Linked DNA regions of Mus musculus: region 2 is linked to region 1. The links are chromatin contacts, called in public capture Hi-C maps. All regions are on one chromosome and are shown on one strand. The core of a region is the stretch at or near the end of the contact, and the rest is flanking DNA. Distances in the headings are between cores, read along the strand shown. Region 1 holds the start of Hmcn2 (hemicentin 2). Region 2 holds the start of Fibcd1 (fibrinogen C domain containing 1).

Evidence for each region. Capture Hi-C pulls out chosen DNA fragments and counts their contacts.
Region 2: a contact with region 1 is called in a capture Hi-C map of embryonic stem cells, with 2.3 times the contacts expected there. The contact joins the promoter of Fibcd1 here to the promoter of Hmcn2 in region 1. A contact is called at or near these places in 1 of 39 promoter capture datasets (hematopoietic stem and progenitor cells) and 1 of 9 other capture datasets (embryonic stem cells).

Annotation. Positions count from the first base shown.
Region 1 is chr2:31,310,133-31,317,604 of GRCm38.p6, forward strand. It overlaps Hmcn2 (hemicentin 2), which reads left to right and starts at 4,200. Exons shown (of 98, transcript NM_001370902.1): 1 at 4,200-4,544. The coding sequence starts at 4,283.
Region 2 is chr2:31,842,822-31,850,293 of GRCm38.p6, forward strand. Fibcd1 (fibrinogen C domain containing 1) reads right to left here and starts at 3,184. Exons shown (of 7, transcript NM_178887.4): 1 at 2,890-3,184. The coding sequence starts at 2,961.

The DNA of each region.
Region 1 (7,472 bases), core at 2,950-5,449:
TCCTACAGCCCCACAAAGGTGCAGAAATGTCAGAAGTCTGAGTCAGAAATGTCTCCCTCCACTCCCTGCAAAGCATCCTGACAGCGTGGTGCCGGAGAAAAACCTGTGGTACTGGGTCAGTTGTAGAAACTCTGTCCACTGGACTCCTTTTGGAAACTTTGCCTGAATTTCTGGAACGGCCATGATCCTTGGCTTGCCCTAGAAGGCAGAGGCTCATGCCAAGTCCTGCACGACTCCAGAACATTCCTTTCTGCGGCCTCAGTTTCCCTATCTGGAGGAGAGCAGCTTCCTGGCTTAGTCTGGTATTCAGTAAGGGTTTGACACATGCTATTCCCATTGATGCTGTCCTTCTTTGAGGGACAGAGCAGGCACCCTCAGCAGGAGGGCAGTGAGGGGCAAGGTGATGGGGCAAGCTGGAGTCAGCACTGACATGGTCCAGATCAGGTGCATGTAGGGATGGATCATCTTGTAGAGAGGGGCAAGGAGGCTTTCTGACATCCAAGCATCTGGTGACCTAGGCTCTGATGCAGCCCCTCGGCTGCTTTGGGCCTCCTTGCAGACATAGGACAGGGATGGTTATGAGCCAGGAACAATGGAGTGTGCTTCCCTTGGCTGATGCCTGGCCAAGGCTCTCCACAGCAAGAATGTGGTGTGTTAGGAAACAAACAACACAAAGATCACGCCTTCTGGGAAAACCAAGGTGGGGGATGCATGGGGCGGGTAATGTAGGCTCTCTTGAGTTAAGAAATGTGGACTCAGCCGGGCCATGGTGGCGCACACCTTTAATCCCAGCACTTGGGAGGCAGAGGGCAGGTGGATTTCTGAGTTCGAGACCAGCCTGGTCTACAAAGTGAGTTCCAGGACAGCCAGGGCTACACAGAGAAATCCTGTCTTGAAAAAAACAAAACCAAAACAACAACAACAAAAAAGAAATGTGGACTCCCAGGAGCCTGGGCAAGTGGAGATGCAGGAATGGAGCTGGTTGCTCTGGCTTGCTTGTGTTGTACCTCTAGGCCACAGGTTTCCCCCATTAGCATTCTGTGGCCATGGTTGCATCCCTGGGGAAATCCCTAAGCAACTGGGACACCTGGGTTTGAGGCAGCCTCACTGCCAACCTGGGTGGGCAATGGGATGAGACCAAATGGGATGATGGCAGGTAGACAGCAAATGCCTGCCCGAGGGTCCCCTCCATGACATCTGAGGGAGGCCAGGCAGAGATTAGCTCTGAACTTTTCTTTTCCTCCTGTGTCTCTGAGGGACCCTGGTGGTCCTTGCAGAATGGCGGGGTGACAAGAAACATCTGCAGGCACCTCATTATTTCTTCTTTTATCTTCTTAGAATTTTCTCTTTAGATTTATTCATTATATTTCATGTATGAGTGCTTTGCTTGCATGTACGTGTGCACTATGTGCATGCTTGGAGATCATAAAGATTAAAAGAAAGCATTGGATTCCCTGGAATTGGAGTCATGGATGATTGTGAACCATGTGGGTGCTGGGCATCAAACCCAGGCCCTCCTCCTCAAGGGGAGCTGGGCTCTTAACCACTGAGCCATCTCTCCAGCCCATCTCTGTCTTAAAGAGAGCGCTTCGCTGAAGTTCATCAGGCAGTTTCAGAACTCAAATCTAAACCTGGGGAGGGTGACACATACCTGTAACACAGGGACCTATGAGGATGAGGAAGGAGAATCTGTGGGTTCAAAGCCAGCCTGCGCTACATCCCCTACCACAAAGCCACTAAGACTCAAGTCTGTGGTTCCCTCCATCCCTTGTATCAGCATAAAGAGAAGTTCCTTGCCATCTTTGGGTCTATCTCTGCCCCTACCTTCTGGGAGAGATTTATGGCTCCCCAGAATCTACAAGGTCTGTCTTCTGAACTTAGCTCCATGAGCTGCCTGAATGTTAGTAAGCCAGACCAGGTTGCCTCCCTGATTAACATTCTCCAATAGCTCCCAGGACCTTTAGGTAAACTCCAGATGGGTTGGTGAAGTCTTCCAGGTTTTCACCTTTGTCCCCTCCTCTGCCACCATCTCCTTCAGTCCGGTTGGGTGACCCACTGGCAGCCTCTTGCTCCCCTTGCCTTTGTGAATGCTGTTCCAATGCTGTCCCAGCTCTTCTGTGACCTTCCTCTCTTTCTCACCGGCTTCTCAGACTTGCTCCATGACCTTCTCTGACCTCTTAGGCTCAGTGATTCTTCCTCTGAGCTCCCAGAGCGCTGGGTCATTCTTCTGTTAACACTTATCTCACTAACTTAGAATTATTTGTTTACATGTCTCTCCTCCGGGTAGGGACCACACTCCTTTATCTTCCCATCCCCCTGTCCCATCAGCACCTCCTGGAGCACCTGACATACAGCTCAGCAAATGTTTGTAGACAGAATGACAAAAACTTCTGTCCTGGGTTCGCAATGTCACCATTTTTGCTGCTGATTGCTACTGTCTTTCTACAGCTGGGCCTCTCTTCTCACTCCAACAGCTGGCCCAGCCCTGCCCAGGCTCTGCGGGCAATTACAGCCTTCACCCAGGGAGGTTTAAAAAGTGAGTTTTTACAAGTGTAGGAGACTAAACCTCCCATTGAACTTGGCTGCAAATTCCACTTTCAAGCCTTGGGGTCATGGCTTCTGCCATATCCCAAGAGACAGACAGCTCTTGAAGATATTGCCCTTGGTCTCTGGCCTCATGTAGATTTGAGTCTCTGGGACATGTCCAGCCTGGCCCCTGCCTATGGCCAGGACTCAGTAACCCATCTCTGTACCCACTTCCCCTTACAGTTAACAGAGTCTTTGTTGGGCTCCCGTGTGTTCCAGGCTCTGGGTCTCCATTGTCTCAGAGCTCAATTGCAGTGGAAGGTCACACACCCAGGCACAGTCCCAGTGATACAGTTTAGTCAGAACTAGGATGAGGACACACAGGGTTGTGGATGCAGAACAGAGTGGTCCCAGCAGCCTCAAAGATGGAGGAACTGAGGCTGGTCCAAAGGAGAAGAGACAGTGTGGAGTGGCTTTGCTCCTGGCTGAGGTGTTTACAGAGGAAGGGTCAAGAGAGTGTCGCCTCTATAGCCCAGAGCTCTCAGCTATGTCCAGGGTTTCTCTGACTTCACCCAGGGTGTTGTACACAGAAAAGACCCTAAGAAATCAAACATGCTTGCCAAAGCTGCCCCCTCCAGTCAAGCAACATCTAATGAGTCACCACCCTGTGGTGGGGTGGACGCTAAGGCACACTCTTCACTCCAAGGGGCTCTTGGTCTGTAAGGACAGAAACCACTGGGAGTGTACCGCCTGGGAGAGTGAAGGGCTGCAACAGAATGGAGGGAAACACCTCTGGCCAGCCCAATGGTGAATGGAGCATTCTGCCCAGCCAATGATGAGTACCCCAACAGCCCAATGGCAGAGAGAGAGCACCCCCAACCTGATTGTGCAGAGGACATCCTCATTTGGCCCACTGGCAGAGGCAGCACCTCCCACCCAGCTGGCAGAGGAACCATCAAAGGATGGTTGAACCCAGCCCAGGCAGCCCCTAACAGGTGCCGCAGCCACTTCATATGCAATCCATGAGTCCGCTTGGACAGGTGACCAGAGGAGTGTGTGCCCAATCCTGTGGAGTCCCCATATGACCTGTAATGATGTCTTACAATACTCAGGGGAGACGGAAGAGCCTGAGGGACTTGGGGTCCTTCTATATTTGGCTTCAGATGCTGCCTACACCATTCAGTAATGGGCTCATCGCCGAGTCTTGCATCAAATACGTTTGGTCTTAGTATCTTCCCCAAGGATTACCGTAAGTTTCCAGACTTTATCTGTGGGATGCCGAGGCCATAGTGAACGCCAGGCTTAGGTTTGTTGATTTTGACAAGAATAATTACAATATTGGGGAGGCTCAGAACCACTGATAGAGGTAGCAGTGAGTGCAAAGCCTGTCTGAGCCAGGCTTGGATTGCTCCTGTGGCCTCTCCGCCCCCGCAGAAGGGCTTGCAGGTGTCCGCGGATTCCCGCACCCTCATCCCTCGCCCTTGGCCGTGGCCCCACCTCCCTCCTGCCTTCTGCCTTGCGTCCTCCTCTAACCTCGGGGCTGGACCAGAGAGCCGAGGGGCTGGGAAAGTTTGAGTCACGCCGCGGGGCGCGGGGGAGGGGTGCGAGAGGCGGGGTGGGCATTAGGGACCGCCTCGGGCTCCCACCAGGGGAACCCCGCCGCGCCCCTGTCCGGTGAACCCGCTAGAGCGAGACTGCACTGCCATCTCTCACTGCGACCTGCGGGTCCCATCAGGGCTGCAGCCTCCGGCTCACCATGACGCCTGGGGCGCAGCTCCTGCCGCTGCTCGTGGCGATCTCTACAGCAGTGGCGGCGGTGGTCACGTCTGACGCGCCCACGAAGACGCTGTCCCCCGCCACAGGAGACGCCACCCTAGCCTTCGTCTTCGATGTCACCGGCTCCATGTGGGATGACCTGATGCAGGTGATCGACGGCGCCTCGCGCATTCTGGAGCGCAGCCTGAGCAGCCGCAGCCGGGTCATCGCCAACTATGCGCTGGTGCCTTTCCACGACCCAGGTAGAGCCCCTCGCCGGCCGTTCTCAAGGTCTCCCCACCGCGCGGCTCTCGAGGTTCCCTCCTTCCCCCCAAGTCCTCGAGGTGTCATGCTTTGGTGTCCTGTCCTCTCCACCCCTCACCCCTGCTGCTCGTCCAGCCTTGCCTGGCGCACAGCAATAAGCAGAACCTTAGCATCTTCTGGCACATTTCCCTTGCCTGGCCACGCCCTCTCCTGCATCCCCAGGTTGGCACTGAGGTTACAAATTTCTAGCAGGCGACCAAAAGCTTCTGAGTCTCACCCTCTCCATTTGTGAAGTGGGAACATGTGTGGGGATGTTGGCAGTAGGTGCCAGGAACCTGTGAGGTTTTTGGTTCTCGATTTTATTTTGCCTGCCTGCCCTTTCTTCCTCCTTCCCTCTCTCTCCCCTTTCTCCTCCTTTCCTTCCCCTTTGTGAGGCAGATCTCCTGTAGCTCAGGCTGGTCTCCCAGTGTTCTGTGTAGTGGAGAATGACTCTGAACTTCTGATCCTCCGGCCTCAGCTTCTAGAGCGCTGGGATCGCAGACCTGCACTAACATAGCCCCTTTATCCGGTGCTGGGGATTGAACCTGGGGCCCATGCACACTAGGCAAGCTCTGTGCCGACTGCCTGTAAGATTTTAGGTGCTGTTTGTTTGTTTGTTTGTTTGTTTGTTTGTTTTAGAGTCCTCTCCCAGCTTGCATGTGAGAAGCCAGGACATGGCTTTCAGGGGGAACTGCAGCCCTTTGTGGAACCCCTGGCTGATAGTAACAGCCTGTTGCCGGTTCCCTTTTGCCTGCCTACTTCAGCAGAGTGAAATTTCCCAGCAAAGCATGGCTCCCTGACACCTGCTGATTCCCCGCTCCCCCCCCCCCCCCCGCAGTCACCCTGTTAGCTCAGGGTTGAATATGCTCCCCGAAGCCTCACCACCAAAAGTCCCCTGCACCCCGGGGAGAGATGTCCCCCACAGCCTCAACCCTAACTACTTTTCTCAACTTTTTTTAAAAATGAAAACATTTCTGCATTACACTGAAGTAGGAGAGAAGCAAGGATCTGAGCTCCTCTCTATGCCTGCCTTACTCCTGAGAGCTACAGTTTGCTGTTTGCTTCCATCTGCCCACATGTCTATCCAGGCTGGCTGTAAAGTCCCCCACTGCAAAGGCAGATTCCACACAGCACTGCCGGTTTGAGGAGACACACTGAGCCGATGGTAGGCTGTCAAGCCTCTCAGGGGTGTGCACATTTGTCAATCACAGAATCTTCCAGGGTCTTGACTCCCCATCCTCCAATCTTCTCTCCATGTTGCCTGAGGCTTTGTTCCTCTCCTCTACGGGGCTCCTCAGGACCAGGCCTCTAGGAAAATACTCCTGGGAGACCCAAAAAGATAATCAGATTGGATGTGTGAGGAGGCGGGGTTTTGCTGGGATGTATGTCAGCCTCTATCTCCCCAACTCTCTCTCCCGACGTTTTGGTTTGGTCTTGGGGTTGCAAAGGTATTATCATATTGTGGGAGCTTAGATACGGTGAGTTCACCCATTAATTGGACTATCTGAGACCCAGGGCACCAACAGGGTTTCCTGAAGCCACCTGCCAGGTGATGCCGTTACTGTTTGACTCTAGAACACTTGGCTCCTATTACAGAATGGGATAGCAGCCTTTTGAGACTGATAGTGTCTTGAGCCCAAAATGGGCACCTGATGGCAGTATCTGCTGCCCCTTCCTGCCCACTAACTTCAGATGCCCTCTGGGCTCTGCATGGGTGCGTGGCTCAGCCCTTCATGCCAACCTTCAGCCTTCAATCCATTCTCTCTTTCCTCTACTTTATCTCTCTAACTTCTTCCTTTTCAAGTTTTTCTCGGTGCTCCTTTTTATCCCCCCTTTTAAATATTTATTTGTGGGTGTGCGCATATGCATGCCACGGCAGGTCTGTGGAGGTCAGAGGACAACTTGCAGGAGTTGGTTCTCTTCTTCCACCCTGTGGGTTCCAGAGCTGGGGCTTAGGTCAATTAGCTTGTCAGCAAGCAACTCCACCCTCCGAGCCATCTCACCACACCTGTGTTTTTTATTTTAAGTCCGTTAAAATTTAAATGATGCTCATCTTCTTTAAAAATTGGTAGTAAAATACAAGTCCAACTTTTCATCAGAATGAAGGTTACCACGGATGTAAAGGAATTTTTCCAAGTGAAAATGGCCCTCCAACTGCCAGAAATGAAAACTGCAATCCAGCTGATAGGAAAGAGTTGAATAGTCATCATTTAAAATGAACATACAGACGAAGCTCCATGGCCCCTTCCCCTTGCTCCTATAGCACCACAGCTTTGAAGGGACCAGGGATGCTCTGAAGAGGACCAGGATTGCTCTAGGACCAAGGGTGCTCTAGAGAGGACCAGGGATGCTCTGGAGAGGATAGGGGGTGTTCTAGAGTTGACTGAAGATGCTCTAGAGTCATATAGCTGATTTTGAAAGTGCACATGAACTTTTTGATTGACACATGAACGTCCTAGCAGCTTTGCCATCACCACCACATTTCTGGTGCAGAGGGAGCATCTGTAAACACCAGGTAGACAGGAGTTGAAAGGAAAGCCGGACCCTAACTCTGGATGCATTTTTCTTCATGCAACCTTGTATTTCTCTGGAGTTCGGGTTTCTACTGTGCATTATACTGCATGAACATTCATTCTAACAATTTTATGTTCAATTTTCCAATATGGAAAGAATTTTTGAGACAGACTTGACCTCAGGAGGTGAACAAGGAGGGTCCCCTCTGCTTAGGTGTGGTGAGCATGTCCATTCTCTGGGCACCCTGGTAGCTACCTCATTTTTTTTTTTTTTTTTTTTTTTGGAGAGGACCAGGGATGCTTTGGAGAAAAACTAAATTACATGATGTCCCACAGCAAACATGGGGGGGAGGGGCGGAAATCAAAGGACAACTT
Region 2 (7,472 bases), core at 1,934-4,433, 530 kb after region 1:
GGTTTTTTTTTTTTTTTCCGAGACAGGGTTTCTCTGTGTAGCCCTGGCTGCCCTGGAACTCACTTTGTAGACCAGGCTGGCCTCGAACTCAGAAATCCACCTGCCTCTGCCTCCCAAGTGCTGGGATTAAAGGCGTGCGCCACCACGCCAGCTCCATCATCTCCAGTTTTGAAATAACTGAAGCACAGGCTTAAGCATGCTTGAGAGGTTGACTGCCGGAGGCTGGCTTGGGATCCGCTCAGCAAGAAGTCACCACTCCCTCCAAGGAGATGGTCCAGGGTGACACCTTACAGAGATCCCAGGGGAAGCCCATGTGTAGTTCTAGAGTCTTATATTTGAACACCTGACTAGACCTCGTCTTCCTGCCCAAAGGTCCACAAGACCCTTCCTGTACAGGGGGTAGGAATGATACCCTAATGAAGTTGGAATCAGCCACTTGGCCAAGGTCATCCATCCAATGAGGAGACAGTTCTGAAACAGCCAGGAAGAGCAGGCCCAAGGAGATTCCCAGGAGCAGCCATACCTGCCCGGGAGGAAGGGTGAAAACCTATGCTACGCTCAGGCCTGGCTAAGTGACCAAGCTCTGGAAGCAGCCGGTTCAGGAAGAACAGGGTGCCCCCCTCCCTCTGTCCCTTCCCCTTTGCCCCATCTGCTTCCAGAGCTCACAGGTTTGGTCCCCCTACCAGAGAGCCTAGCCCCAGCCGCCTCATCTGTTATATCTGCAGTCTCTTAGGGTGGTGTGACCAAGACATGACAGGCAAGGGTGTGAGCTAGCCTGGTGCTGGAGCAGTCTCCTTCCAGTGGGAAGAGACTGCACTTATCCCACCCTGGGAGCAAAGAGAGGAGCTGTGGCAGGGAGAACCAGCCTGTGTGGGTGCGTGGCACGCCGAGGTTTACAAATACACCAGAAGCTCACTGGTCTTCCTCGGCAGCTCAGGGGGTGTGAGGAAGAAGAGGGAAGGGTTGGTCCCTCTCACAGATGCACCAGCAAGGAACACAAGCATGTCAGGGACCACAATATGACAAGAAAACAAGGAAGAAGGCCCCAGGGGTGCTGAGGCACACCTCTCTCCCTCCCATCCCTGCCTCCTGTGACCACAACAACACACAGCGGGCACGGAGGATGGAAGGGGTGACTAATACCCCCATACCCAGCATAGGCCCAGCTGGGCTCTACCTGGTGCAGCTGGGAGCTGGTTCCCAGGGGCAGCAGAGTCCAGGAGGCCATACCTGGCCCATGACACCTTGAAGCCCCATTTCTAGCAGACTCCCCAGAAATCCCCATCCCTCCTCTCCCATGCTCCTCTTGGCGAAGTTTCAAGCATCTGACCTCAGCAATGGCCCTTACCTCAGCTGGGCTTCTGGAAAAGGCAATGGCAGGGGGCAATGGGGGAACTTGTGGCCCCAGGGAACTAGAGCTAGGGGCACAATTTAAAAAACAATGAAATTGCCTGGACTAAGAGCCCTACCCCAGGCAACCAGGGAGGCCTCCAAGAGGGAGCAGCCTCTTTCCTACCCTCTGTAGAACAGGTAGGGTGTCCCTGGGTGTGCAGTGTTTGGAGGCCTGGTGGTGTCAATCAAATGAGAAAGCACATGTCTGGACGTGGGATCCGGCCCAGGGAGGCAAATAGCAGTCAGGATCTTTAAGATACCAAAAGGAAGGAAGACTGGACCAGGTTGGGGTAGCCTTGAAGTTTCCACTGCTCCTTTAAGATCTCAGCAGGAAGGGCCCTGCCACCTGGGGACACAGTGAAGACTGGAAGAGTTAAGAAGGGGGACAGACCACCCAGGGAGGCAATGGAACCAGTCTGAGGTTAGAAAAGTAGAGTCCCTGCTCTCTGGCCCACATGCTGTGTGGCTTGGGCATATTCAACCTCCCTGATCTTCATCTGGGATATGGGAAGTGTATACTAGTGAAGAGCCAGCTTTGCAAACAAGCTAGCCGGTCCCCTTACCAGACCAGTGTTACTCGGAAAGAAAGGCAGGTTGCAGCTTTGATTAGTGAGGAGTGGCCACGCCCACCCCTGCCACCTCCTCCTTCTCTGGTTGCAAACTCTCACTGTTCCTTCCCCAGTGACATCTGTCTGGGAGAAATTTAAAATTTAAAACGGGCAGCCCCATTATCTGCTCTCCTTGGCAAACGGCCTCCTCAATTCGCTTGTCTATGCCAGTCCCTTGATGGCCCAGCCTGGGGCAGTCCTGCGGCCACCCCTCTGCTTCCGACTCCGGATGCCCAGTACCTCAGCAGCCCCTCCCTGTTCTGTCCCAGCTGGTGCAGTGCACAGCCCTGGGCATCCTCCAAGCCGGGACACTTCACTGTCCCTGCAGAGGCAGTAGGGAGAGAGGATCAGCCAGACCCAGGTTCAAATCCCTGTAGGGCTTCGTGGCCTCGGGCTGCAGCGGGACCTCTCTGAGCCTTGCTCTCCTGAAAGTCAGAGAATCACAGTGCCTAGGCTTCTTATAGGAGATTAATATTTACTGTTCCCCAATTGAATTTGGGCGCCTAGGTAAAGAGGGCGGATCTGGGGGGCCGGTCCTGTTCTTGAAGCCTGGAAAGATGTGCGGGGCGCCTGGCACAGGTTAAGGAATTTCAAGTGAGGAGGACCCCCATTGAGGCTGTGGGCGAACGGGACTCTGCGCGCGGTCATCTGTTGGCTGTCCCCAACTGAAGGGCTGATCCACAACCAACTATAGGTCTTCTCTTCCCTCTGCACAAGCAAGCACAGGGGTCTCCGGTGGGGGTGGGGACTGGCTGCAGCGGGTGCCTTCTGCAGGGAGCCCAGAGTTCAAGACTCCGCTGAGGGGAGGAGGAGAGCAGGTGCTCCCACTAAGCTCTGCACAAGCTCACCAAACTCCAGCCCCCACACCCGTCCCCGCGCCCGTGGGTACCTGCGGTTTGTCGCGCGGTCGGTCCTCAAGTTGGGACGCGCTGCCCACGGTCTTCCACCGCTCGTGGACCATCTTCCAGCAAGACCAGCGGGGTTGCGGGGCAAGGGCGAGTGCAAAGGAGGCGAGGGGTGCACAGGGTGCGTTGCACTCGCAGGAGGTCCCCTCGGTGCCGGGGATCCGGGGTGGCCCGGGAGCGGCGGCCGCCAGCTAGGCTGCGTGTGAGCGCGTGTGATTGCTGGGAGCGCGGGCGCGAGCCTCCGAGAGCCGCCCGCGCCGCGCCGTCCCCGCGTCCCGCTCCCGCGCCTCCCGCGCGCTCCGCCCTCTTCCTCCCGGCTCAGTCTCCGCGTCTTCGTCTCGGACCCTCAGGGCCTTTTATTGCTCCCCGCGGCTTCCCGAGCACGCGCGCGCGCCCCCCGAGGGCTCTAAGAGTGACTCCCGCTCTAGCCCGGTCGCTGGGGGGTGAGGAGGACTATTCAGCAGCAGCGAGCGTGACGACAGCCACGGGCTCCTCGAGGAACCTGCGCGCCCTGCGGCGCCCCGCGCAAACTTCCTCTCGGGTGGGACTCGTCTAAGTCCCTAGGAAGGGGCTAGGCAGAGACCGTGTGACCCTTTCGGGGCTCCGAGGTTCCAGTCCCGGGGCAAGTGTGCGCGTGGCCCGCTAATCTCCAGCCCTGTGGCCTGGTGCTGGAGTCCCCGACTCCGCAGCCAGGCTGGCCCCTATGGCATCTGCCCACCCGGAGTCCCGAACAACACCTCGCTCCGCCCCGCCCCCCCCAAGCCGGCCTGGAGCTATCCCAACCGCGGGAGGAGGGATCTGAGCCACCAGTGGGGGCTTCTCAGTCGTCCCTCCCACTAGCAACACTTTTTAAAGCGTTTAATCCGCCCGAGCAGCCTTCGGAGGTAATTGACAAAGTCCTTAATCTGCGCGGTTAACGAGCTGCTGTTGTGACTCCGACCGCGTGGCTCCCACGCGCCCCACGCCGAGCCCCGCCAGCCGCCCTTCCCCCCAGCTCCGCAGAGACGCCTGGGCCCCCCGCTATTTCTTAAAGCTGTTTTCCGGCTTCGGGGCGCTCTGGCCGCCTTGCTGTTCCCTGGCACCGGCGTCGTCTCTCTCCCACCGGTTTCCAGTCTGTTGCCTCATCTTCGTCTACGTCCCTCTTCTCGTCCCTCTAGGTGCCTGGCAAGCGTGGGGCAGGCTTTGCGAGGGTGGGGCCCGAGCCTAACACAGACAGAGTGGTCCCGGGACCACAGCTGAAGCTAGGCACTGTGGCCACGTGCCCTTCCAGACTGTCACCAGCCAGAAACTGGATCCCACAGTCTGCACTTCCAGTGTTCCGGGTGGCTGGGGTCTCCCGCGGTCCCAGCCCGGCTTCCGGACAGTAAGCTGCCGGAGTTACTTACTGCCCAGTCACCCCAGGCTGGGGTCAGAAGCCCACATCCTAGAGGATGAACATGTGTCGCCCTGCACACACCCCTCCCCCATGCTCCCTCATCACTTAAGAGGGTTGTAGGTGACCCAGAGATCCTTCAGGCCTAAGCAGGAAACTGTGATTACTGGCCACTGAACCTCTCTTGACTCAGGTTCCCCTTGTATCCAAAGGGTTAACAGCACCTCACTCTGAAGGGCTCTCTCTTCCGGGGTTCAGAGGCAGGCACCATACATAAGCATCTGAGGGGTTAGTGTTAGCTGGGGTTCATACTTCCCGCTATAAACGCAGGCAGGCTTCTGCTCTCTCGGAACCTGTTTCCTCATTGAGCAAGCAAGGATGGAAATGGACGAAGGCTTCCCAGCGCCCTCACAAGAAGCAGGCATTAGGGATGGAGAGGTAGCTCAGCAGTTAAGAGCCCTGGCTGCTCTTCCAGAAGTCCTGAGTTCAACTCCCAGCAATCACATGGTGGCTCACAACCAGCTGTAATGAGATCTGATGCACATTTCTGGTATATGTCTGAAGACAGCTACAGTGTACTCATATAGATAAATAAATAAATAAATAAATAAATAAATAAATAAATAAATAAATAAATAAATAAATAAGAAGCAAGCATTAATTAAGGATCCCAAGTCTGATTCTGCAGTTCCCCGGGAAGAGCTAGGCAAGGTGTACACTAAAAATCACCCTGGGCAGTCCTGGTCTGGAGATGTGGTCCAAAGGTCCCTGGGTGTACACGGAGAGCTGTCAGCCTGTTTAGGATGGTGATACTTGGTTCAGGGGACGCCACTTTGATGGTTAAGACAAGGGAGGCCAAACTCTGAATGGGAGACACACGCAGGTGTGCATGGGCGCCTTCAGGACATTCTGCTTCTGGGTCTGAGGAAGGACAGGTAAGCGGGGGCCACCTAGTGGCTCCTCCCAGCAGTGTTTGCTGCTGGGACCTGTCACCAACTCAGCAAGAGTCCCCAGTTCTCCTGTCTGCTGGAGTGCAGATAGGGGTGGCCTTGCCCTATCTCCACTCTGCCACAGCTGTGCTCTCAGCTCAGTTGACACTAGGACGATCAGTGGTGGCCCTGGGTTGGCAGGAGCACACTCAGCCCCTGTACACAGCACCAGCCCCTAGTGTACACAGGCCCATCAGCCCCATGGGGAGGTGTGAACGGGATGCACGGATGCAGGAGAAGCTCCTGGGAGGAGCCACAGAGCAGAGCAGACCAACACTGTGCCTGTGTGCTGTGACTTCTTGCCAGGCTGATAGGGGCCAAGTGACAGGGACAAGTATGGCTGAGCTAAGCATGCTGGCCTCTGCAGATGCAGCCTTTTAGCCAGCTCAGGGACCAGGCAGGGCTTCACGGAACCCAGGACTCCTGAACTACAAAGACTTAATCCAGCTGGGTGTGGTGGCGCACGCCTTTAATCCCAGCACTTGGGAGGCAGAGGCAGGCAGATTTCTGAGTTCAAGGCCAGCCTGGTCTCCAGGACAGCCAGGGCTGCAAAGAAACCCCATCTCGAAAAACAAAACAAAACAAAACAAAACAAAACAAAACAAAAAAACAAAACCAAAGACTTAATCCAGAACTCTCTGGCACTCTGATCCCACCTCTCTGGCTCACCATGTATTCAGGGTGGTGGTGGTGGCTGTCCTCCTCCCCCTCCCCCTCCCCCTCCCCTCCCCCTCCCCCTCCCCTCCCCCTCCCCCTCCTCCTCCTCCTCCTCCTCCTCCTCCGCCTCTTGCTCCTCCTCCTCCCTTCCCCAAGTCCCCTGAGCGTGAGAACTCCAACTATCAGGCAGTTTCAGTCTGGAAATTTTAGTTGAGATTCTAGAGAGAGGGTCTGGCCAGGTCCTGCCCTTCCTTCTGAACATGGATCCATCAATCGCAAGATGTCAGCTGGCCCAAGGTAGCTGTCCTCCCCAGGGGTCCTCACTGCAGTGCCGTGGGGGAGTCATAGCTGCTGGCTGTCTTCACTGGGAGGGGTACTGGATAGATGGTGAGGACAGAAGTGAAGAGAGACAAAGAGGAGAGTAGCTGGGGGCCTGGAGTAACAACATGCCTCTGGACTAGCCTCAGTGGTCGCCATCTGTGGAGCATCACCCTTCCATACAGTCCTGCATGGGGCACCAGCTACCCCAACAGATCAGAGCTATCGCTAGTCTCATTCAAGGATGTGAAGCAGAGTCAGAAATATAGTTAAATAATTTACCCAACAATCTAAAACCATGTGGTTAATGCCAAGTCGTCGTCTAGTAAGGCCCATCGTTTCTCACATGTGGAACATTATTCATTGTCAGTATGAACAGATTTCACTCAGGTCTACTCTCCAAAGACCTGTGAATTGTGGCAATATGCCCGTTTTAAAGACAAGGCAAGAGACAAAATTTGGAGCTGTGACGAAAGGATGGACCATCTAGTGATTGCCATATCCAGGGATCCATCCCATAATCAGCTTCCAAACGCTGACACCATTGCATACACTAGCAAGATTTTGCTGTAAGGACCCAGACATAGCTGTCTCTTGTGAGACTATGCCGGGGCCTAGCAAACACAGAAGTGGATGCTCACAGTCAGCTATTGGATGGGTCACACGGCCCCCAATGGAGGAGCTAGAGAAAGTACCCAAGGAGCTAAAGGGATCTGCAACCCTATAAGTGGAACAACAATATGAACTAACCAGTACCCCGGAGCTCTTGTCTCTAGCTGCATATGTATCAAAAGATGGCCTAGTCAGCCATCACTGGAAAGAGAGGCCCTTTGGACTTGCAAACTTTATATGCCCCAGTACAGGGGAACGCCAGGGCCAAAAAGGGGGAGTGGGTGGGTAGGGGATTAGGGGGGTGGGTATGGGGGACTTTTGGGATAGCATTGGAAATGTAAACGAGGAAAATACCTAATTAAAAAAAAAAAATAAAGACAAGGCAACTGAAGATCAGAGAGGCTCAATACCTTGGCCAAGATCACACAGTAGCTGGTAGATCCAGAATTTGAATCCTGGGCTGTGCTCTGCTGGAGCACAAGAGTCTCAGCCTTGCTGGGCTCTGATATTCCCAGAGAGCATTGAATGCAGCAGAGCTCCGGAACGTGGGCTGCATGTCAAATGTGCCTGTCTCCTGCCTGTCTCCGGAGACCTGGAGGCAGTGGGCCAGGAGGTCAAG